2 separate regions of the Neogale vison genome follow, and region 1 is linked to region 2. A link is a contact called in public Hi-C data. All regions are on one chromosome and are shown on one strand. Each heading gives the region's core, a stretch centred on a gene start, on an enhancer-like site or on the middle of the called end of the contact. The rest is flanking DNA. Distances are from core to core; before and after follow the strand shown. Region 1 holds the start of WDR17 (WD repeat-containing protein 17). Region 2 holds the start of SPCS3 (signal peptidase complex subunit 3).

Region 1 (5,697 bases), core at 2,838-5,337, 210 kb before region 2:
TGAAATTATTGGTTAATTAATTTTAAGACATTTTGGTATCTCATAAAGTCCAGAGTGATATAAGATAGGTAATACATTTCATAGTAACAGAAATGTTCATTTCATATATGTTATATATATTTTATATATGTTATATATATGCATATATACACACATTAATAGCAAAATTATAGAAGTATATTTTTTAAAAGCCATTTCAAGTTTTAAAAGTATGTTTGCATATAGTAAGCTTTTAAGTATTCAGTTCTCTACATTGTTAATATACAGTTGGATCAGCTTTTTTTTGTCATGCTTGTTTCTGTTCTCTTACCATTTTTACATTAAAACTGGTGTGAGGGGCTCAGTCAGTTAAGTGTCTGACTCTTGATTTTGGTTCAGGTCATGATCTGAGGATTGTAGACTGAGCCCCACATCGGGCTCTACGTTCAGAATGGATTGTGTTTGAGATTCTCTCTCTCCCTCTCCTTCTGCCCCTCCCCCTGTGCTCTCTCTCTCTAATCATCTTTTTTAAAAATAAAAAAAAAAAAATATGGGACGCCTGGGTGGCTCAGTTGGTTGGACGACTGCCTTCGGCTCGGGTCGTGATCCTGGAGTCCCGGGATCGAGTCCCACATCGGGCTCCCAGCTCCATGGGGAGTCTGCTTCGCTCTCTGACCTTCTCCTCGCTCATGCTCTCTCTCACTGTCTCTCTCTCTCAAATGAATAAATAAAATCTTTAAAAAAAAAATAAAAAAATAAAAATAAAAAAAAAATAGCGTGAAAGGGCTTTTTATTAAAAAGTGAATCTAAAGCATTTTGGCTTACTTTTCTAAAAATTTAAGTGTATAAAGTCTTTCCTGTTGGTTTTTTATTTAGAATATCCATTAAAGGGGCACCAGGGTGGCTCAGTTGTTGAGCGTCTGCCTTTGGCTCAGGTCATGATCCCAGTGTCCTGGGATCAGGCCCCACATCAGGCTCTCTGGTTAGGAGGCTGCTTCTCCCTCTCCAGCTCCCTCTGCTTGTGCTCCCTCTCTTGCTGTCTCTGTCCTAAATAAATAAAATCTTAAAAAAAAAAAAAGAACACCCACTCAAAAGACACTTGCCACATTAAATAGCACTGACTACCTTTTCAAAGCCACTGCCCTCAAAGACCACACCTCACCTTGAAAATGAATTGACCAGACTTATTAGATTCCCCTAATTATTGTGCTTTAAATTTCATCCTGAAGAACTCTGTATACTCTAAGTGTTAAATGAACTAAGGATTGCCCTGAAACTACCAGTCAGCCAGAGTGACTGACAACTTTTTTCACTGTGTGATGAGAACATCACATTAAATATTTGTTGAATAAAGAATGAAAATCAGAGTAAAGAGATCTTTCCCTTAGGAATTACGTTATATTGTTTCTCTGGGTTCTTGATCTAACTATATTTGTGATTGTTTAAAGTACCCTTTTATTTTATCTATTTTTTAGAAGATTTTTATTTATTTGTGACAGAGGAAGTGAGACACAGAGCAGGAACAGGTAGAGGGACAGAGGGAGAAGCAGACTCCCTGCTGAGCAGGGAGCCTACAGAGGGGCTTGATCCCAGGACTCTGGGATCCTGACCTGAGCAAAAGGCAGATGCTTAACAGACTGAGCCACCCAGGAGCCCCTGAATTTCCCTTTTAAAACCAATGAACCAGGTCACATAAAAGGGAGAAGCGAACTCAGCTGGGAATCGGGGCTCATGACCTCAGTTCTGCTACTAACATAGCTGTCTGGGCTTGACAACTTCTATGGCTTTCCAGGCCTCAGCACCTTCATCTTTAAACTGTGAATTCATAACCAGATACTTTTTAATGTTCCATTTACTTTCATGATTCCTAACTGGAGGGCTGGAGCAATTTTGAATAAATGAGATGTAAAAGACTTTTCTATCCAACTAAAGGGCCAAGCTAGACATTTTGTCTTGACAAGTCTTTCTCTTCATGTGTATTACCGACTATTTAGCACTGCGCCTGGCAAATATCAGTGGTAAATGAAAATGTTAGTCTATTCTCCCCAAAATGTTCCCTAAAATTTCTCTCTTCCTCATTCTTATTTTTGTTGTCTTAATTCAGGCCATTAGCATCTTTTTCATGAACGACTGCATTTTCTCCTAATCCACCATGCTTTTCATTTCTCTGTACCCCTTTTACCTCCAACATTTCCAGGATATCCTTCCTCAAGCCCTGATTTTAGGGGTTAAAGTCTAACCTAAACAGGAAGTCCAATATCTTCCTCAATCTAGTTTTCTTATTTTTCCAGTTTAATCTTTTTACCAACTTCTTTCTTCCCTCTTATCTTTAGACACGCAGTCTCCCCTCCTCCAGACAAGGCAAAGAAGTTGCCTTGTTAAATGGGTCATGTGTTTCCCCCATTTTGTGCTTTGGGCCATACTGTCTCTGCTCCACATGTCTGCTCCCCTTCTCCTTCAAGTGAAACCTATTTATTTATTCGTTCCTGTTCAAAATATCACTCTTGTTTTAAGATTTTATTTACTTACTTGAGAGAGAGAGAGAGAGAGAGAGAGAGCAAGCATGAACAAGGAAGAGAGGGAGAAGGAGAAGCAGGCATCCTCAAACATCACTCTTATTGAAAGTTTCTCTGAATACACTGGGAGAAAATTTCTCCCTCCCTCACCTGGAATCCTCTCATAGGACTTTTACACAACTGTATTTCAGAACCTACCTTGACTTATACTTAGTTGCTGCCCTCTCTACTTTCACTGTTATGTCATGTGCTAATTTATTTATCCATCCATCCATCCACTCATCAGTTATTAAAGATCTGCTACTCACCAAGCACGTTGTTAGAATGCAGGCGTGAGGGGCACTTGGGTGGCTCAGTGGGTTAAGCTTCTGCCTTCAGCTCTGGTCATGATCTCAGGGTCCTGGAATGGAGCCCAGCATTGGGCTCTCTGCTTGGTGGGGAGCCTGCTTCCTCCTTTCTATCTGCCGGCTGCTCTGCGTACTTCTGATCTCTGTCAAATAAATAGGATTAAAAAAAAAAAAGAATGTAGGCATGAGCTGTGAGAATGGATTCCAGTTTTCAAGCAAGTGTACTATGTGGAGAGGCAACTTTTAAGTAAATTTTAATTTGCAAAATAGAATATTAAGTGCTGTGGTAGGGTATGGTCTGCAGAGGATACTCTGGAAAAAAAGAGGAGAAAAATCTTATGGCACAGGTGGGTAGGGATTATGCCCAGAGAATTTCCCTGGCCGGAGGAATTAATTTATCAACAATCCAGAGTCTAACCTAGCATTAAAGCTCAATGAATGTTCTTAAATACACTTTGTCCCGGAATGCATGAAGGCTTGTTGTCGCCAGTGTTTTGATAAGGGCTGTGAGCAGTGAAGACACTTCAGAGATTTGAAGAAATTATGAATACAGTACCCAGCATTTCCACCGCACCAGATTTCCACAAGGAAAATGTTCTGCACACACTGAAGGCAGGTATATTAACTGCATATAACTCCACTAATAAAGACAAATGGTTGCCTCCAAGGGGTCTCCCAGCGAGCTGAGCCCATTCAGACCACTATGAAGCGCGAGAGCATCAGCCCCGGGCACTCATAGCGGTTCAGGGGATGACAGCCACAGAGCGGGGCAGCCTGGCCTCCGCCGAGGCTCGCCGCCCTCTGCGCGCCGCTCCAGGAGACGCCCTGAGTTACTGCGGACTTGACTCCCTCTCCTGCGAAGTGCAGACGCAGGATGTGGCAACTGTCCGGTTGCGAGAGCGCTGGTGGCTCGCCGCTTTCCTTCACTTTGGGCCTCCCGTAAACTCCGCAGCAGCCCCGCCCAATGCCCGGGAACCGCGTCCTCCGCGCAGACTCCCCGTTGCCAGGTAACCAAGCTCCCGCACACACCGTCTCCGCGGGTCGGGAGTCGCCACCGCCTCCCAGCCGGGCGCTCCAATCAGGGACCGGCGTGTCTGTCACGTGCCCCGCGGGGGCGGGCCCAGGAGAGCCGGGCGCTCGGTCCCGCGCGAGGAGTCGCCTCCCCGCCCCACGGAACCCGCGGTCCCGCCGCCCCGCCCCCGGAGCCCGAGGCACGCCGCGGGGGAGGCTGGGGAGCGCTCGGGCGGTGCTCGCGCCGCCGCCGCGCCCGCTTCAGCACCTCCCGCTGTTCGCAGCTGCGGTCGCCGCCTTCTCCAGGTAAGGGGCCCGCGGGGCGCCGGGGGAAAGGGGGGCTGGCGCAGGCGTGAAGAGGGGTCTTGGAGGCGGCGTGGCGTCGCGGGAGCGGGCGTGTCACCGCGCCCGTGAGGATAGCAGAGCCGCGTGCTGCACGCCCTCCCGGGCTTTGCGCACGACAGCTTGATGCGTGACTCCCCGGAGTTTTAGGGTCACGCACCTGATGATCACGAGGCACAAGCAGCAGCCAGCGTGTGTCTGGACACCTGAGCTGCCCCTGCGGTATGAACTGATCATTATTCTGATTTTTAAGGTTATTAAGTATATGCATGTCCGGAGTCTGGACTGTATGCCCGCCGGGCACCTGTGTGTAGATTTCCCACCCTCTGGGAGATGGTCTTACTAGGTTGTACCAAGAAGGCTTTGAGTGAGACGGAAGTGTGTACCGGAAAAGGACAGTATTGAATGTGAGAGGCATAGTGTTTGGTAAATCATAAAAAATACAGTCTTTCCTGTTTTTCCACACCCTCCCAGATTTTTGCCTGCAAATATTAAAAGGAGCCAAATTTAAGATGACTTTTACTCTTTTAAAAGCAATGGATGTGAATGAGATGTAGTGATCACTTTGTGTACCACTTGTGTTTGTAACTTCTCCTGGCTGATTGATTGATTGCAGTCTGGAACGAGGGCTTGAAGAGAGAGTGACCGTTTCTGAATCTTGCACTGACCATTTCAGGAACACCCCTGAGAGGAACGCGTTTTCCCTCCCAGTTTTTATAACCAAAGTTAGAAGTCCTTCTTGAATAGTTTAAGTAACCTCAGGTTACTTAAAAAACCTTTAGGTTTTCTCTACAGAGTAAATTCTGTAGAGAATTTAAATTTAAAGTTTAAAATTCGGGGAATTTATAAAATTCTTTTTAGGTATCCCTGTCTCTCTCTCACAGATGTGTCTCCAGGAATGGTCTCATCAATAGTGAGAGAATAATCTCCCCGTGATTATAATACAACACAACAGGTTTGGGATATTCTCACTACCCTGCTTGGGGGGAGCTGATGCTGGGCTTATGGTGATTACAACCACTATGGAAAAAGCACTTTTTTTTTTTTTTAAAGATTTTATTTATTTGACAGAGAGAGATCACAAGCAGATGGAGAGGCAGGCAGAGAGGGAGATAGAGGGAAGCAGGCTCCCTGGACTCGATCCCAGAACCCCGAGATCATGACCTGAGGCGAAGGCAGCGGCTTAACTCACTGAGCCACCCAGGCACCCAAAAAAGCACTTTTTAAATGTCCTTTTGAGATTCTGTCTCACTGGCTTAAGTATGCAAGAAAATGGGCATAGTTATGTCTTATCTGTGTGAAGGCAGGAATCTGAGCCAAGTGGTCTGACAGTCTTTACTGTTCTGTGATCTAAAATTAAAGTAGAAATTAAGTGACTATGAAAAATTGTAGTTAACTCAAAATTTTGGGAAATAGTAAATACTTTACTGTATTGTTTAGAGTTTGATGGCACAAATGCTAGTTTTAAGTCATTGCATTAAGAGCTCTTGAGATGTCTTCTC
Region 2 (6,151 bases), core at 1,172-3,671:
GAAGAGAATCTGAAAACCAGGTACAATAAATGCAAAGCATGATAGGTCAAAATGTGTAAGCAGTACACCATCTTGAACAAAACACAGAGCACAATCATAAGACTTAGCATAAAAAAAAAGTTACTACTCATACTATTCCTCTTACAGAATAGAATGGGCTAAATTTTCTTAGATTTTGGTAGAAATCCTTAAGGCCATTTTTATATTAAAATTTATGAAACGGGAGATAGTCCTTGTATTGGGGTTCCCTAAGAACCCTTCAGGTTGGTGATTTGCTGCGTAAAGACTCACAGGACTTAGAATACAGTCACACCCACAGCCAAGGTTTATTGCAGTAAAAGGATTACAAAGTGAAATCAGTAAAGGGAAAATGTGCACAGGAAGAAGTCTGGAGGAAACCAGGGAAGCATCAAAGTCTTCTCTCCAGCTGGAATCGCAGTGGATGTGCTTAATTCCTAGGAAGCATTAGATTCAGTGCCAAGGGTTTGCACTTGGGAAGGGTTGTATAGACCCTGTCTGCCATTCCAAACTTCCAGAAGGAAAGCAGGTGTTTGGCATAAACCACATTGTTTCAATTAACAGTTTCGGTGCAGGGAGTCACTTTAATCATTTAGGAAAAGTTTTATATCAGTGCAGGGAACTGTTTACTGCCAATTTCCTAGGGCCTGGGGGAGACAGTGAACACCGTACTGTCGTGGGCAAACTCGCTCTTTGCCTTCTTCCTGAGCGCTGAGTGTGAAGGTGGAACTCGCCTTCTGCTGCTTCATCGCCCCTGTCTTCAGAGGCAGATGCCGAAGGGCAAATCTTGCAAGCAGGTACCCTTAAGGATAGAAGTCTCAGACCTGTTATGTTAACCCTTCTACACAGTTCCCTTAACTATTTCCCCCTTTTATTTCCATCCCAGATACAGCTGGCTCTGTTTGCCAGTGCGTATCAGAAACATTTCTAGAATAAGGGTTATTCAGTGCTCGCTTCAGCAGCACATATACTAGAATAAGGGTTATTCAAATGAGTTAAGGAAGGAAATAAACCTCACCAGGCATGGTCTGAATTTTCAGATCTTACTTATCCTAGAGCTTCAGTGGTCTGAATGTATTATAATGGGGTAATTCCCCAAACCAACCTTGAGGCTGATTACTCTGGTGGGACTAGCATGCCCAGGATGTATGTGGGTTCTCCAGTGACCAGATGTTTACCATGGCCATGTACGAGATATAGTTTCAACCATGCATCTCTGAGTGAATTGGAGGAGGCCAGAAAGAGCAAGGATAATTGGGTTCTTCAACTAAGAAAATGCCAAAAGCTTCACTAACATTCTCTCACTTTCCTAGAAGCATAGGGTCTAGGTGATGTGAGCAGAGAAGTTGGACATTAACTGCCTAAACCATTAGAAGAATCCCAGCAAATCTGGATGTCTTTGATTGTCTAGGGAACATGGAAGGGCCCCCTTGATCTTCATTTTCCTTGGGAGAGTGTGGTATAGATCCTCAGGAACCAACGGTCCCTGGTATAATTTCTGATACCCCTCAAGGATGGTCAGTGGACTAGTCTGGCATGTCATGAGGAGCAGGCAGCAGTCACCAAATGAGCTACCTTTTCATGCAGGCAAATAGTCAAGTACAAAGGAGGACCAAAGGCATTGGAGTGAATGGCCAGATTCAAAGTAAGTCTGAGGCAGGAGGGCCCGGGGAATAAACAACCAGAGTGCAAAGCCAAGATGCGAGGCCATCATGTGTTGAAGGCTTGCTAATTTAAAACTTTTCTACATTGTGCTGTTTAGCAATTCCATAGGAATTATCTCCTTTGATCCTAAAAACCCAGTGAAACCATTCTTTCAGTTATTGGAAATGCCCCATTAAATGCAAATATTCAAAATTGGTAGCATCAATTTTAAAATAGGTTTAGTCTGCAGTTGGAAGGCAAAGCATTAGTAGGAACTGGACTAAGGCTGGACGTGGAAAGTAAAGGAAAGGCAAATTGCTTTTGGGGACCTGGGAGGCCTTTCTCCCTGCCCCATACCCTCCAAAAAACTGTTCCAACTTTGACCAGATTTGACAAAGGGGAAGAGTTTTGTGAAGTGCCGCTTCCATATGCGACGCCTCAGAATACATTCCAAACTACCTGGCCTTGCTGCCGGATTTAAGTGCAAATTAATAAGACAGTAGCGCTGAAGAAGCCTCGGGGCTGACCACCATGCTGAAGCACCAAGAAACGGGGGTAGGCGAGATAGGGGGCCGGGAGGAGAGGAAGCGCGGGCAGGGGGCGGGCCTTCCGCGGAGAAACCCCACCCCTCCCTGCTCGTCGCTGATTGGTGGCGGCGATAGGCCGGGAGGGTGGGTGTGTCTGGGGAGGCGGGTGCGCGCGCGCTCGCCGGCGTTGGAGGACCGGAAAGGAGGCGGGGCCGCGGCGGCGCGCGCTCCCGGGACGCGCGCGGCGCAGGCGGCGCGGATCGCAGGGAGCCGGTCCGGGGCCGAAGCGGGGTCCCTGGTGTGCGTGCGGAACGGGGCTCCCGGGAGACGGTCGCGATGAACACGGTGCTGTCGCGGGCGAACTCGCTGTTCGCCTTCTCGCTGAGCGTGATGGCGGCGCTCACCTTCGGCTGCTTCATCACCACTGCCTTCAAAGACAGGAGCGTCCCGGTGCGGCTGCACGTCTCGCGGATCATGCTGTGAGTGCGGCGGAGGCCCGGCCGGCGGGGCGGGGCGCCTGGACCGGGCCGGGGTGGGCGCCGAGGCCGGGCCGCCGCGGGCAGGGCGTCCGCGCCGCCCCGGGGGACCCCCTCCCCCCGCCCCGCCGCTCCTCAGCGGCCGGCGCCCCCGAGGACGGACGCCCCGGTGGACGTCGCGGGCTTCTCGGCTTCCCCTCGAACTCCCACCCCTCCGCCGCGAATTCCCGGGCTTGCTCTTAAATTGTAATTTTGAGTGTTCCTCAGGCCGGTGCCTCCGCTTCCTTCCTGTTCCTCACTTCCCCCGCCCCCGCCCGGCCAATGAGGGAGCACCACAACAGCAGAGCCGCGCCGCCGCCCGCCCGCCGGCTCCCGGGCCGGCTCCCCGGCTCCGCGCTGCCCCGGCTCCGCGCTGCCCCGGCTCCCCGCGCCCCGCCGGCCGCCGCGCCTCGGCGCTGCCCTCTCAGACCGGACTCGGCCCCGCGTGCGGGTCTTCCGCGGTTCTCGCCCGGCCGCCTTCGCGGGGGTGTGGGGGGCTGCCTCCCTCGGGGGCTCTGCCTTCTTCGTCGGGGGGGGGAGGCTGCCTCCTCCGGGGCGGCGCGGACTCGCAGCCGCTTGGAAGTTGGCGGGAGAGGGTGCGATGCGCGGGGAGCCTCCGACAGCCCCGCTCTCGCGGCCGGCGCCGCGGCCGGTTTCAGAGTCAGCGGGGCAGAAGACGGCTGCGAAAATGCCCCAAATGGGATTTCAGAATGACGCTGTCATTTCCATATGCCGGTTTTATGTTGCCTCGATAATTTGTGTTCGCCGGCACGTTTTTTGATACGTAGGTGGGTTTTTTTTTTTTCCTTTTTCTTTTCTTTCTCCCCCCCCCCACCCCGGTTCTCACATCTTCTCTGTTCCATCTCGCATCAGGTTCACTCGTTCTTCAGCGTAGTTTCCTAGAGTTCTTGGTCGGGGTCTCCGACAAGCCAGCCGTCGAAGAGCTCCTCTGTTGTGAAATGCCGCCTGCAGATGCCACCCCCCGCCCAACACACCTTTCCTCTCCTGCTGCCTGCTGGCTACTGGGTTTTAGATTCAAGTAGACGCCGGCACTTTTTGCTGTTGTTAATCTTGAGCAAGTTTCTTATCGTCCTGGGCCTTAATTTCCTTTTAAGAATAGAAACAATACCCAAGGCGTAGGCTTGTTGTGAGGATTATTTGAGATAATTACGAAACATTCACCGTTGGCCCTCCCAGACACACAGGAAGCACTCAGTAAATACAGCAGCACTTACCATCTCGTCCTAATTTTCCCGCACCACCTGTAGTCCTCTGTGACCTTCGCCGCCACCAGACTCACTGACAGCAGGCGTTCACACTCCCTTGCAGCAGTTTTCACACTCTGCCGCCCATTTTGCTGGGGATTCGCTTTTAAGGTTTATGCTGTAGCTACAGACCTAAATTTTATACAGGATTAAAAGTTTTATCCTCTTTTCCCACTTGTAAGTTTCTCTGATGTTTTACTTATTGCCATTCCACCTGTGCCTCCAAGCTCCTGTCTTTGACTGTAAGGAACTGTGTGCATTGTATGTGCTGTTATGTTTGAAGAATGGTAAAACTTTTGTCTTTATTTTTAGAAAAAATGTAGAAGACTTCACTGGACCTAGAGAAAGAAGTGATCTGGGATTCATTACATTTGATATAACTGCTGATATCCTTTAAGAAAATATTTTATTGCCTTCTCTGTACTGGTATAATGATATACGTGTTTAGTGATTTTGGGGGAGGTACAGTAGTCTCACTATCCCTTGAATCAATCAGACTTTAGAAGTTTCTATAGGTATATTTCCATTAGTAAAATAGTTTTAATATCTCCTCATTCACACTTGAGAAAATTTATTTATGGATTCTTCAGTTATTATTTTGTGAACAGATTTTAAAACTTTTCACAGAAACGTTAAACAGATTGAAAGCGTGAAGAGAGTTTGAATATTTCAGAAAGAAAAAAATAGAATCAGGTCAATTGGATTATAGAAAGAGAACTGTTAGCAGTGCTCAGCCTTCCTAGATTGATTTATGTACAATCCCAAGTAATATATCCATATTTCATGATGGCAGAGAGAAACATATGTTAAAAAAGTTAATTGTCATCTGTTAAGGTTTAGAAGTTCATTATCAGTATGATTATTTGCAAACCATATTAGAATTTTGCCGTTATGGTTTTTTTAATAAGTACTTTTATAATGAGAGTCAAGAGAAATCTTAACGTTTATCAGAGTTACTTTAAAATGGGAATGATTTAATCTTTTTCTTTTGAATTTCCACCATTTGATAACTGTCCATTTTGGCCAATTTAATCTTTTATGGTCTTAGATTAATATGTTGGCAGCATTGTTCTCTGCCATGTCGTCTGATCACACCTACTTTTTTAAGACCTCAGGATTAAAATTGGCTAAGGTGATTGCACTGTCCGGACTTCTGTAAAGCCACTGTCTCCAACAGTGGGAGCAGATGACGAACCCGGGGAGTTTACCTGATAGGGCTCTTGACTGCCATGGAATTACTTTAACTTGATTTTTTAGAAATAAAGTGTTGGGTTTAGAAGTAGACTAGAAATTAGTTCTCTAGGTACTTTGTGAGGAGATAGTGTAACTGTCCGAAGAGGCCTATGGGAAACTTGGTATATCTGCTTTTAAGTTTTTGTGTCATTTTAAAACAGTCTGGTAAGAGGGAGTTTGGATCTCTTCCGTAAAGTAACTTTATCTGGAGAATTACAGTGAAATTTCCTGACATCTCAATTATTGTACTTAAATATTCTCAATCTCATCATTTGTAGTTTTTCCTAATGCTGCTTCTAAAACTTGAAATTGGGCCTGTTTTTATAAAGAGCTATTCTTAGACTTCAATTCTAAAAGCAGAGTATAATGACCATGTTGCTGTCAGTATGTATAAAGGCGTGTAATAAAATGACTTAGCCATTTACATATGATACTTAATAGAATCCAGACACTTAATTCATTTCATTTTGCAGTAACACCGGTCTTGTAATTAATCATTGTGAATATTTTTTTGCACTCTGGTAAGCTGAGGAAATCGGATTGACGCTCAGCTACATATTCTTACCAAAGCACTTTGTGGACTGAGACATTTTGATCTCCGTTGGCATGGGCTCAAAAGCAACATGAACATTTATTATATTTCGTTTAATTACATGAGCTGATTCATGTTTGTCTGTCAGTAAATTCAAACTATGATGATTGGTTATACTTTAGAACTTCCGTGGAATTGAATATGCATCAAAGATTAAATCTTCTTTCTTTTAGTCTTGGCTAATGTTACAGAAAGCTAAATTTTGTATTGTTTTGTTACTTTCTTATTAAATCATGGTTAGAGGCACAGGGGAATGATGCTAATAATCTCACTGACACATATTTTTTTATTTTGAAATGAGATTTTATAATCTGTCTTTTTTGTGTTTTTATTAAACTAGTGTCTCAGTATGTTTCT

What was found. Hi-C and Micro-C count contacts between places; a contact is called where the count stands out from the background.
Region 1: a Hi-C map of muscle shows a contact between it and region 2, with 7 times the contacts expected there. The contact joins the promoter of WDR17 here to the promoter of SPCS3 in region 2. A contact is called at or near these places in 3 of 3 Hi-C or Micro-C datasets (fibroblasts, muscle and tongue).

The regions. Positions count from the first base shown.
Region 1 is chr11:204,975,733-204,981,429 of ASM_NN_V1, reverse strand. WDR17 (WD repeat-containing protein 17) reads left to right here and starts at 4,087. Exons shown (of 30, transcript XM_044225704.1): 1 at 4,087-4,159.
Region 2 is chr11:204,761,781-204,767,931 of ASM_NN_V1, reverse strand. It overlaps SPCS3 (signal peptidase complex subunit 3), which reads left to right and starts at 2,421. Exons shown (of 5, transcript XM_044225699.1): 1 at 2,421-2,668; 2 at 4,282-4,355. The coding sequence starts at 2,526.